3 separate regions of the Canis lupus genome follow, and all the other regions are linked to region 2. The links are chromatin contacts, called in public Hi-C maps. All regions are on one chromosome and are shown on one strand. Each heading gives the region's core, a stretch centred on a gene start, on an enhancer-like site or on the middle of the called end of the contact. The rest is flanking DNA. Distances are from core to core; before and after follow the strand shown.

Region 1 (3,364 bases), core at 262-2,761, 160 kb before region 2:
GTCAATTTATCACCATAAGCCCAAGTCTTTGCAATGGTTAAGTGTCTCATTATTGCTTGCTGAATGAATAAACTAGTGAATGAATATTGAATAAACAATACCTGATGAACAAATAGGTCAATCTCTTTTTGTGCATTGACATACTCACCACCAATCTCACTCATGGGCACTTCGAGATTAACAAATGAAAAACATTATTTGACTAAGAGACGGTCTGGCAGCCAAGCCCAGGACACTGCTCAATCTTTTACATGCCAGAGAAATTGGAAGATAAGAGGGCAGAAAAGGGATGGGCTCCTCTGTTTCCCTGACTGCCTGTACCCTTTCTAGTCAGTTATCCGTTCTCCACCTCCATGAGGCTGCAGCCAGGATTCAGGTACCCAGTAATCACAGAAATTATGGCTTTGATTTAGTAATGCTTTTCCTCTTAAGACCCTTTCAGAGCTTGCCTTATTGTTTTTTATCAAAGCCAAGACATGAAGAGATAAGGGAGGCATTATCTCCAACTTCAGTTGGAAATTCAACACAAATGGCTCAATGAATTGCTTCAACTCCTGCAACTGAGGGACCTCCTGACTGGTCTTTTCACAGGACCACTGCCCCCAGTGAGGGGAACTGCCGACAAGTATACAAATTAAGTATTTTCATCTTTCCTTAAAACTTACCCAGGAGGATTAATAGGATCATACGAACAATATTAACCTAAATTTTGCTGCCCAAAATCCCTCTCAAATCACTAGGTGGTTTCTTACATTTGTTTCACAGCTACCTGCTGTGGCTTCCTTGCCAATGTTTGCAGAGTTTCATCTTAAGACAGTGATGTCCACACCAGGGGTGCTGTCCTCTAATTTCTTAAAGCTGTCAAGCCTTGAGGTATATCTTACCCCAAATGCGGGAAGCTCCCTTCTTCCTGCCACAGGGTCCCATGCCATTACTGGGCCCCACAGCAGTGCTGCTTGTGCCTTCTCATGTCAGAGCCCATGGTGCAAACAACTCCTTTTAACTAGGCTCGGACAAAAGAATTTCGTTAAAATAAATTGCAAAGCAGTTCATGTTTGATAAATTAGCAAGAACACAAAAATAAAAACATTTTGTTAAAATTATAAGACACTAGTTTTATGTGGGATGAGATAGATGTCTGATAAGCACAGTACCTGTTAGAGATGAGGTTACTGGAAAAGTACAGGTGTGGGAAAGAAAAATCTCCACCATTGTGGCTCTTTCTGTATTCAAGGATTGACAATAGGTAAATCACTGGTAGTAAGAAAGACCATGTTTGCGGCAAAGGAGAGGAAAATTGGCCCAAGGAAAATGTTAGCAAACATGAGGTATACACAAGACAGATTCAGACTAAGAAGGATGTGATCTTTACATGCTCTCAACAATCCAATATAATATGACGTAGTTATTTAGAAATGAGCAGCTGTGAAGTTACAAATTAATCAGGGCCTTATCTATAATTTGGCTTATGACAGTTTCTATAATTACAGCTTCTATTGCATAAATCTTTTTACAGCTCTGTTCAAATACCAAAAGACATTTCTTACTTTAGAAGAGAAAGGGAACTGGCTCTAAAGAAAACCTTACAGGTAAGTAGGAGAGTGTAATTGTAATATACAATTGTATCATAATACAATAGTTGCATTTTGCTAACTTTCTGGAAACATTTATCAGGAAAACTTTATTTTTTGCAAACAACCAGCTGATGTTATTGACAGTGTTATGAGAACAAAACAGCTAGATCACTGCTAGATCAAGAGCAGGCCACTACTTCTTTGGAGATCTCTACTTTTTGTGAGGTTTTAAAATTTTTAGTTTCTTGATTTGTGATATTAAAATTTGTTATTTGGAAACTGAAGTATGATAGTATAATGTGTTGTGTAAAAATTATCAGAAACTGTATGTCATTTGCTGTCATAAACAGTGATAATGTTACTTCCTTCTTTTCGTTTACCTTCTCTTGCCGTGGGCTCAGGTGGCAGAGTCAAAGCCCCTTGTTGTTCAAGCAGATGTCATGCAGAGGGAGCTAGAGAGCTGTCTAAGAAGAGAGTACACCCCTGAAAATTTACCTTTGCTTCTATTGCAGGTAAGAGTCATGTGGCAATGTGAAAAACAGATCTGGAAATTGATAGAAACGTATGAACAAAGTTGGCTTTCTGGTATATACTTTGGCTAGGGGAGGATTTTCTCTACCTGTGTAGTTTGCAGCACTTGATTAGTATACATTCTCTTCTTTGTTAGAGACCCATGTCTCTGATATCTCCTAGTTCAGTTCAGTTTAGTTATAGTCACAAAATGATTGACTGAGTTTCTATCAATTACTCCTTATACTGGTATTATGAGGCAATACAATACTAGGAAAGTCTCAGCCCTCAAAAAGTTGTTGGCTTAGCTAAGAAAGATATTTCTGGAAATATCTTTTAAGAAAATAACTCAAAATGTGGTAGAAAAAGTTTTCTATAAAGATTACTACTGCAGCATTATAATAAAAGTGGGAAAATCAGAAATACCTACATATCTAACACTAGGAGAAATATTTAAGAAAAACAATATGATACTTGATAGAATATCATTCTATCATTCAGCATTTTTTAGCCTAAGAAATTATTATGTTGGAACGCTTGGGTAGCTCAGTAGTTGAGCATCTGGCTTTGGCTCAGGTCCTGATCCCAGGGTCCTGGGCCGGTCCCGTATCAGGCTCCCCATAAGGAAGCTGCTTCTCCCTCTGCCTATGCCTCTGTCTTTCTCTGTGTGTCTCTCATGAATAAATAAATAAAATCTTAAATAAAAGAAATTATTATATAATATTAGATAACAAAAGTGTCATAATAATGGTCACATGATATGTAGAAAAACCACTTGATGGACATAGATCAAAATGTTATCAATCACTGTCTTTGGATGGCAGAACAATGAATTTCCTCTTTATTTTTATATATTTTCTAAATTTCTTATAATAGGTATGTTGTTTTGATTTTTAGATTCTTTGTTCTTTTGTGTTATGAGTTATATCCTCATTAGGCATACAAATTAGTTCATTAGCAACTAGTTAGCAATGAATGAATAAATGAATCACAAAGAAATAAAAGATGGTGAGATTCTATTTGCAAGTGAAACTTTCGTCATTATCTTCATTCAAAATTCATTCTGTTTCCCTCTTATTCTGGCATTCTTCATTCTTTTGTGTATATGGGTGATTCTCATGGAGAGAAGGGGAGAGTGGAAATGGTGGACCTTTGGTGAAGTCTGGAGACATTTTGGGTTGTCACAATTTGGGGAGAGGAGCAGATTGCTACTGGTATCTAGTGGGAAGAGGCCATGGATGCTGCTAAACATCCAACTATGCACAGGACAGTGCCCACCA
Region 2 (3,898 bases), core at 1,368-3,867:
GTGTATATACACTTAAAAATTTGTTAGGGTAGGCCATCTACATGTTTTTAATCACACACATAAAAATAGTACATACACCGGTTTAATAAGAAATTCCAATCATTATAAATGACTTATGGAACTGAAGTAAACACCAAGAGAAAGGGAAGAAAAAAAAATCCCACAAGCTAGCGGGAATGCCCATTACCTATCTAAACAACCCTTTGCTACAGAACAACTATTTCACAGACACTCAGGGTTTCTTGAGCCATTTTAAAGCATCCTTAAAAAGTAAAAAATTGGAAAAAAGGCAGTGTTATGTAAGGCCAACACTATACACACACACACACACACACGAAATCACTGGTCCAAAACATCAGCTAAGATGCTGGAATTTTTTAAAGTAATAAAACTTTGTTACAGGTTGAACCCAAACCCCGATGATGTTCATTCCGAAAACCCCAGATTTGTAATTCATAAATGATCCGCTATTTCCAGGGTCCTCCATGACTGGAGGATAAGGGACAGTAACACCTGGAGGGGCTACATTCACGTACGTACAGTTTAACGAATTAGCAGAGTCTTTGTCAATAATATAGGCCAAATAACTCAAAAAGTCTAGACTAGGGCTCTACCCTATCCATTTTCCTGGAAACTAGAGGACTCCAAAGAAACATTCACATTTGCTTTCCCCATGCTTTTAAAAAAAAAAAAGTTCTGCACAGAGGCAACACATTTCAATATTTTATCACTAGTATTTTTCAGGAACTGGAATGTATATAATACCCTTGAGTAAGGGATTCACAAAGTAGAAAATAAGTTCTGCAGAGGTTTGTGTACTGAAAAAAAAAAAATGCTAGTTGTCCAAAATCTTTTGTGCCTGATGACTAACGTTTGAATAGCACAGTCAATGAACAAAACTTACTACCTTTCATTTTAGACTGCGGCTTATCCAACTGCTACTTAGAGAAAACAAATCATCTCCTTTGTAGGACTTTGAGTTACACAAGTGGGACTTTCAGTTACACAAAGGCAATTAACTTGGGTATCTCCAAGCTTCTCTTTGGAAAAATACACACTCCAAAACTACAATTCTGCGAAGAAACTGCCAAGTAAGCCGGAGACAAAACATGCTGTGCCCTATCATCTTAAAAACAGCGCAGTCAGAAATGTCCAGTATTGTATTGCAATTTATTACCTCCCTCGTTTAACAATTTTTGAGTTGTGCTACATCTCATTATTAATCATATATTAAACTTTCATGAAACACAAAGACCAAGAGAAGAAGCTTCAAAATAGTGGGATCACGGCGGGGGGTTGGGGTGGGGAAGCCACGGTAAAAATCTGCCACTTCAGCAATTCTTCGGTCAGGATGCCGCTTATTCCTTACCCAATATTAACTAGAATAACCCATCACACTAGATTGCAGGGTTTTAAATACCTAGGGCTCCTTTTCACCTCAAATCGATTTTCCCTGCTCTCTTTTGTGTTGTCACGGAATTGCCAATTTCTGCTTCGAGATTTCAGCGTTACGACTCAAGCACAGTACCCCAATCGATTACAGGGTTTAACAAAAAAAAAAAAAAAAGAAAAGAAAAGAAAAGAAAAAAAAGAAAAGAAAAAGATACAGAAAAAGAAAGAAAATCGGCAGACCTGGGTTCCAACCCCAGCTTCACAATCAACTAAACCTACGCTCCGGGCAGTTAGTCCATCTCCATCTTCCTCCTGGATTTCACCACCTATCTTCCAGCTCAGCCTAAAACACCAAAAGGGGGAACATACGAAGCATCGGGCACACCACGGGGTGGCTTTTCTTCCTCTGCGCACAGGGAGGAGTGTAAACTTTTAATTTGACCAAACGCCCAAACCTCAGCCGGATCCCACACTGATCCGCAAAGTCCAAACGGTCAGATCGCAGGCGACTTATTTTCTGAGACCCCGGCCACGAGCACCGACGCCTCCCGTCCTGGCGGCGGTCGCCGGTGCCCGGGACGTCGGCTCTCGGAGCAGGGGCCCCGGGTGGGCAGGTCTGGAGGCGCGTCGCCCGCCCCACCGTCCACCTCACGGCCGCCGCCGCCAACGCGGGAGGCGGCCACGTCCCCCTTCTGGAGCTGACGTGACACTGGGGATTACGAGGCACTTTTGAAAAGCACGGCGGCGTGGGGCACCTCGGGGCGGCAGGGAGCCCGACGGCCGCCGCTCCCCCCGGGGCGCGCCCCCGCCCCCCCCCCGCCCCCGCCCCGGCGGCTCCCGGACGGGCCGCCATGTTGCTGGAGCGCCGCCCGGCCCGGCCCCGCGCGCACCGCGGACGCGGCAGGCGGGCGGGCGGGCGAGTCCCGGAAGCCCGCTGGGCCGGCGCCCACCTGGTGCCGGAGTGGTGGCCGGCGCGGCGGTCGTCACCCGCGTCGTGGCTGCGTCGGTGGTCGCCTGAGTCGTGGTGGTAGTCCCGTTCGGGTCCGAGCTGAAGCTCTGAGCCGCGGTCAGCGCACAGAGCGCGGCCAGGCAGGCGGCGGCCCAGCACAGCTGGCGGGAGAGCCCCGACATCGCGGCCTGCGCTCCGGCGTTCCGGCGACTGCTGCGGCGCCCTCCGCTCCGCGCGTCCTGTCCCCTGCGGCACCGCCTCGGAGAGTCCGGCCCCCGCGAGAGCGCGCCGGGGTCACGTGAGGGCCCCCGGCCACGGCGTGCGGGGGCGAGGCGCGGGGCGGGCGATACCAACGGCACGGCCGCGGGGGGGGGGGGACAGGGGCATCGGGAGGAGACCCGGGAGGCGCCTCTCGTCTCACAGCGGCCGGGACGTGGCGAAGCAGCTCCGCAGACGCAGGGAACGACCCCGCTGCCCTCGGAGAGCCCCCCCCCCCAAGACGCAGCTGGGCTGTTCTGGTTCCGGCGGCGGGGACGGCTCCCGCTCGGCTCGGATGGGACAGCCCGCCTGAGGTGGCGCTCGGCGGCCGGGGGCGACGGCGCGGCTGGCAGCGCGCGGGCCACGTGACTCCGCGGGTGGCGCTCCGGGGCCCGAGGCCGCGCGGCGGCGGCGCCCGTGAGGGGCGTGTAGGCCCGGCCGGGGCCTGACGTGGGCGCTGTGCCCGCCTCGCCGACGGACCCGCGCTCCTCTCCCGGAAAATCGGTCTTTCTGCGAGTTACGCGGGGTCGGGGCCCCGGGAAACGGAACCGCGTGGTTGCGTCGCGCCCCGCCGCGCCCCCCGCGAGCGCCCGGCAGCCGGTGGCCCGCTGCGCGCGGGGCCGTGTCCGCCTGCCGCGCCCTGCCCGCCGGCCTTCCCCGGGTTCCGCGCCGCCACCGCCGGCGGAGACGAGCCGGGGTGGGGGCGGGGGGGATCGCCGGTGCGCTCCGGCCCCTGCCTCACCGGGGAGGACACCGACGCTCGGGAACAGCGGCGGGCCCGAAGCCCGGTTGCTTCACCTCGCGGCCGGCTTTCCAACCGGCCTGTTTCAAGCTCCGTCCCTGCTCGGGCTTTTGGGAAAGGTGAGCGCCCTCTGACGCCCGGCCCTGCCTGTACCCGCGGCTCAAGATGGGGAGTATAAAAGCTGTTTTTTTATTTTATTTTATTTTTTATAAAAGCTGTTCTTAACGCCGTTTCCCCCCACCCCACCCCGTTATTCGCATTCAAGTTTAATTACGTACATTTACCCAAATAAAATAGCACACGGTCGTTAATTGCTTTTCTGAGATCTGCTTCGCTATGAAGACACCGAAAAATGTTGACTATCAACTTTTTTTTTTTTTTTTTTTTTGGTCTCAACTTGAAGTTTTAAAAACTTTCTGGAAGACTAATCCGTGGGGCCCTGTTGTACCCTCGTGACTAGGAACTTTTTTTTTTTTTGAGAGAAGCAGGCTTTTAATTTATATATATTTTTGATTGAAATTTGATTTGCCAACATATAGTATAACGTCCATTACTTT
Region 3 (3,690 bases), core at 475-2,974, 250 kb before region 2:
TTATAAGTTTTAAGAGCTTTTCATAAATGACTTCAACACGTGGAGTAATTCAGACTGACCAACAGAGTGTTACTGACCATTCTTATGATCTAAAAACAAACTTTCTCTAAACAAACAAAAAAGTCAAAATAAAACCCTTCTGATAAGTCCTCCAATAAAACTGGACAGATTGGTTATGCACAGAACAGGAGGAAAATTAACATTTTTAATCTGTTGCACTTTTTGAAAACTTAAACAGATGCCTACGTGAAAAAGAAAAATCATGCAATTGAGGCAAACACAGAGAAAACCAATTGAGTCATTTACCACGAGTGTTTCTGCCATTCTACTCAACCTGGGTTCAACTTTTCAATCTTAAAATGTTACCTCCTTTTCTAATCTAGGCTTTTATTATTTTATGTAATTCATTAAAAAAAAAAACTCGCAAAAAGGTCGCCTCTAGAGAACAGACCCTGATTTTTTGTTTTGTTTTTAAGAACATGAGAAAACTGACCAATTATCCTGAATTTAGTGAAGGAACACTTAATACGCTTTATCATCTCAGAGGCTTGTAAGTGAGAAACCATCCACACAGAATATCGTTTGTAACGATGTGAAAAGCATCCTGGCTATCACTTTCCAACATGTAAAAATGAATGCAAGAAAAAAAAGCAAGTCTTTACTTGCGATTAACTGTAACTGTCTCATAGTTTTCCTAGAGGAATGCAGTTTCTGCTAAAAAAAAAAAACAAAAAAAAAACTCTCTAGAAACACAATACTTGTTTACTCTTATTTGAAAATGGCTTTTACTTTAGTTCATCTTGTACAGTTTGGGCCCCAAATTCCACGCTTTCCAAGCCACCCCGAGCTGTGGCATGAACTCACAACGGGCTCGCAGAACCACCTACTAGGAGCCCACAATACAAAGGGAGGGTAAGTGTGCAAGGAAACCTGCACTTGCACCGGGCGGACAGTTGCAATCACAATGTTTTCTTACCTGGACGCTCTTCAAAATAAATTCACTTTTCTCTCTTACATCTTTAAAGGGACATCTCTTAGAAAGCATGAGCAGATGAGCAAGAAGTCTATTCAACCCATCCAACGAAGCCGCCGGGGGTGAAAGCCCGTCTGGTGGACGAAGAGGCGCCTCTCTCCCCCAACGAAGATCCTCGGTCTTTCTCAAGACCGTCTGCCTAATGCTTTCCAGCGCGGTCTCTCTAGTGCTCGGGTCTCTACTGCACAGCCCGTCCCATCTCACTTCACTGTCTCCTTCAGCCATGACAACCGGAGGGAGGGTCTCCTTGGGCCGCCTTCAGTTCCCCGTCGGCATGTCCCCACGAGCACTTGGTCACTTTTAAAACGAGGCACGTGAGAAGAAGAAAACCGGGGACATCGAGTCGCCGTGAAAACACAGCGGCCTCGGTGACATCTGGAACCACGAAGCGTCTTTTTGGACCGACGCGGGGCACAACTCACCCTTCTCTCCTACACGAAGGGGCAGGGCAGTCCTCTTGGCAGAGACACACGCACAAAAAAAGTTGGAAAGCTGAAACCCTGCAGCGCTGGCTTGGCCGGACAGGCCGCCTCGGGGAAGTGCGCTCCTCCGCCTCGCGGGGTCAGCGGATATCCTCACGTCGTGCAGCTGTCAAATCCCAGCTCTGCCCAGGAAGGCCGCTCGCAGTGGAAGGCGCCCCCAGCCATTCGGGGATTCTCGTCCGGGCGGCCACCGAGCTCCCGGGAGCATTCCCACCCCGCCCCTCCTCCGGCGCCAGGCCCTGCCCTCCGCAGCTCCGCCCTCCGCCTCGGCGGCCGGCCGGCAGCTGCCGGGGAAGCCTCGCCAAGCCCTCCTTGCTCGCCGGCCGCCGGGGTCGGAGACCCGGGCGCTCCTTGGAGGGGGGAGGGTGCGGGGTGCAGGGTGCAGGGTGCAGGGCGGGGCAGCCTCTGCAGCCGCTGCCTCGGTTGCAGCGTTGGAGGAAAGCGGCCCCGGCCCCGGCGACGCCGGAACCCCGGGCAGACGCCACTTCTTTTCCTCTACCTGCGTCCTCGCCCACCGCCCGCTAAGCCGGACCCGCGCAGGGCCGGGCCGCCGAGCTGGCGCACAAGCGAGGCCCCAGGCGCAGAGCCCGCCCCTTCGCCCAGCCCCATCGGTGGGGCTCGGCCCAGAGGGCGGGAGGAGGGAGGGGAGATGGGGGTCCTCACCCCCCTGCAGCCCCTCCCCTTTCTCCGCCCGGCATAAACCAGGAGCCGCCCCTGCCCCAGCGCCCTCTTCCCCGCCCAAGCAGACGCGACCCGCGGAGGCAAAGCCATTGGAAAGAGCCCCGCCCTCCGACGGGCTACCTCCGGACCCCAAGTCCGCGCCCGGCCGCCAACTGCAACCGGCTGCTACGCATGCGTGATGGCGAACAGAGCGCATGCGCCGAACGGACTTTTTTTTTTTTTTTTTTTTTTTGCGTCGGGGGCGTTTCCGTCCCGTGACGTACGGATTCTCCCGGCTCGGAGCCGGGGAAAGAAAAGTTAAGAAGTACAAGTACAATGAAGCTATTACGGAGAGAGGCCGAGCACGGCCAAGAGGGCTTAGACACACACCTGGAGGAAACCGCATCCTCACTTAAGATCAGCTTGGAAAGAGTGACGGTGTCTTTATTACGCCAAATCCGAGATTGAAGAAGGCAGGGGTGGGGGTGGGATGGGGGGGGAGGGGGCGTCGTCGCATTGGCTTCTGGGAAGTGTAGTTTTGATGTACCGGCGCGTTCTGCGGGCGATAGAAACTACAGTCCCCAGGAGCCCCTGCGACGTTGCCCGTGGCGGCCTTCGAGCCAACGGTTAGCGCGGACGGAGCTTGGTAAGCGTCGATTTGGGGAGCGCTGGGGGGTTTCGGCTGCCAATTGAGGCTTTTTTTTTTTTTTTCCTTCGTTTCCTCAGGGATTTTGGAGATCGAGGCATCTAGAAGATGGCCTCTTAAGTCCAGGGGGTTTTGTCCGGTGTGTCTGGGAAGGAGTAGCGCGGGCGCCCCGGGCGGAGGGCGCGTTGGGGCGCGAGGAAGGGATGCGGCGGGAACGGCTGCCCCGCGCGCGGCCTCCGCTCGCACCTCTGCCGGGGGGACCCGCGAGGGCGGCCTTAGGTGACCCCGTGCGCTGGCCCTGGCGTCCGCCTTTGCGCGGGGGATGTTGTGTGTTTTCTGCGCCCAAAGGAGATCCCGAGCAGAAGCCAGTTGTCAGATTCATTTTGCACGAGAGACTAAGGGGAAAAGAAGAAACCCCAGCATCCCTGGATGGGAACGTTTGCAGCCTTCCCCCCCCCCCCCCCTTAGGTGATGCTATTTAAAAAAAAAAAAAATCTCCCAAGATTTAGTATGTTTGTTTGTTTTTTTTAAGATTTTATTTACTTAATCATGAGAGACAGACAGAGAAGCAGGCTCCATGCAGGGAGCCGGATGCGGGACTCGATCCTGGGTCTCCAGGGTCACGCCCTGGGCTGCAGGCAGCGCTAAACCACTGAGCCACCCGGGCTGCCCGATTTTATTTTTTATTTATTTTATTTTATTTTATTTTATTTTATTTTATTTTATTTTTATTTTAAATTATTTATTTATTTATTTTAATTTATTTTATTTTTTATTTTAAAGGATTCATTTGCATAAAAGGTTCATGTTTGTTTGTAAAAAAGTCGTACCTCTGGAGAAAAGTCAAGGTGTGAAGGGCCGTCCGGTTC

Evidence for each region. A called contact is a pair of places that touch in the nucleus more often than the background predicts.
Region 1: a contact with region 2 is called in a Hi-C map of blood, with 2.6 times the contacts expected there. The contact joins the promoter of LOC612235 here to the promoter of CD164 in region 2. A contact is called at or near these places in 2 of 9 Hi-C or Micro-C datasets (amygdala and blood).
Region 3: a contact with region 2 is called in a Hi-C map of blood, with 2.6 times the contacts expected there. The contact joins the promoter of SESN1 here to the promoter of CD164 in region 2. A contact is called at or near these places in 2 of 9 Hi-C or Micro-C datasets (amygdala and blood).

Annotation. Positions count from the first base shown.
Region 1 is chr12:66,501,844-66,505,207 of UU_Cfam_GSD_1.0, forward strand. It overlaps LOC612235, which reads left to right and starts at 1,512. Exons shown (of 45, transcript XM_038554893.1): 1 at 1,512-1,589; 2 at 1,976-2,086. The coding sequence starts at 2,015.
Region 2 is chr12:66,660,800-66,664,697 of UU_Cfam_GSD_1.0, forward strand. It overlaps CD164 (sialomucin core protein 24), which reads right to left and starts at 2,618. Exons shown (of 6, transcript XM_038554894.1): 1 at 2,343-2,618. The coding sequence starts at 2,523.
Region 3 is chr12:66,408,056-66,411,745 of UU_Cfam_GSD_1.0, forward strand. SESN1 (sestrin-1) reads right to left here and starts at 1,725. Exons shown (of 10, transcript XM_038554885.1): 1 at 977-1,725. The coding sequence starts at 1,258. CEP57L1 (centrosomal protein CEP57L1) reads left to right here and starts at 2,689. Exons shown (of 12, transcript XM_038554891.1): 1 at 2,689-2,821.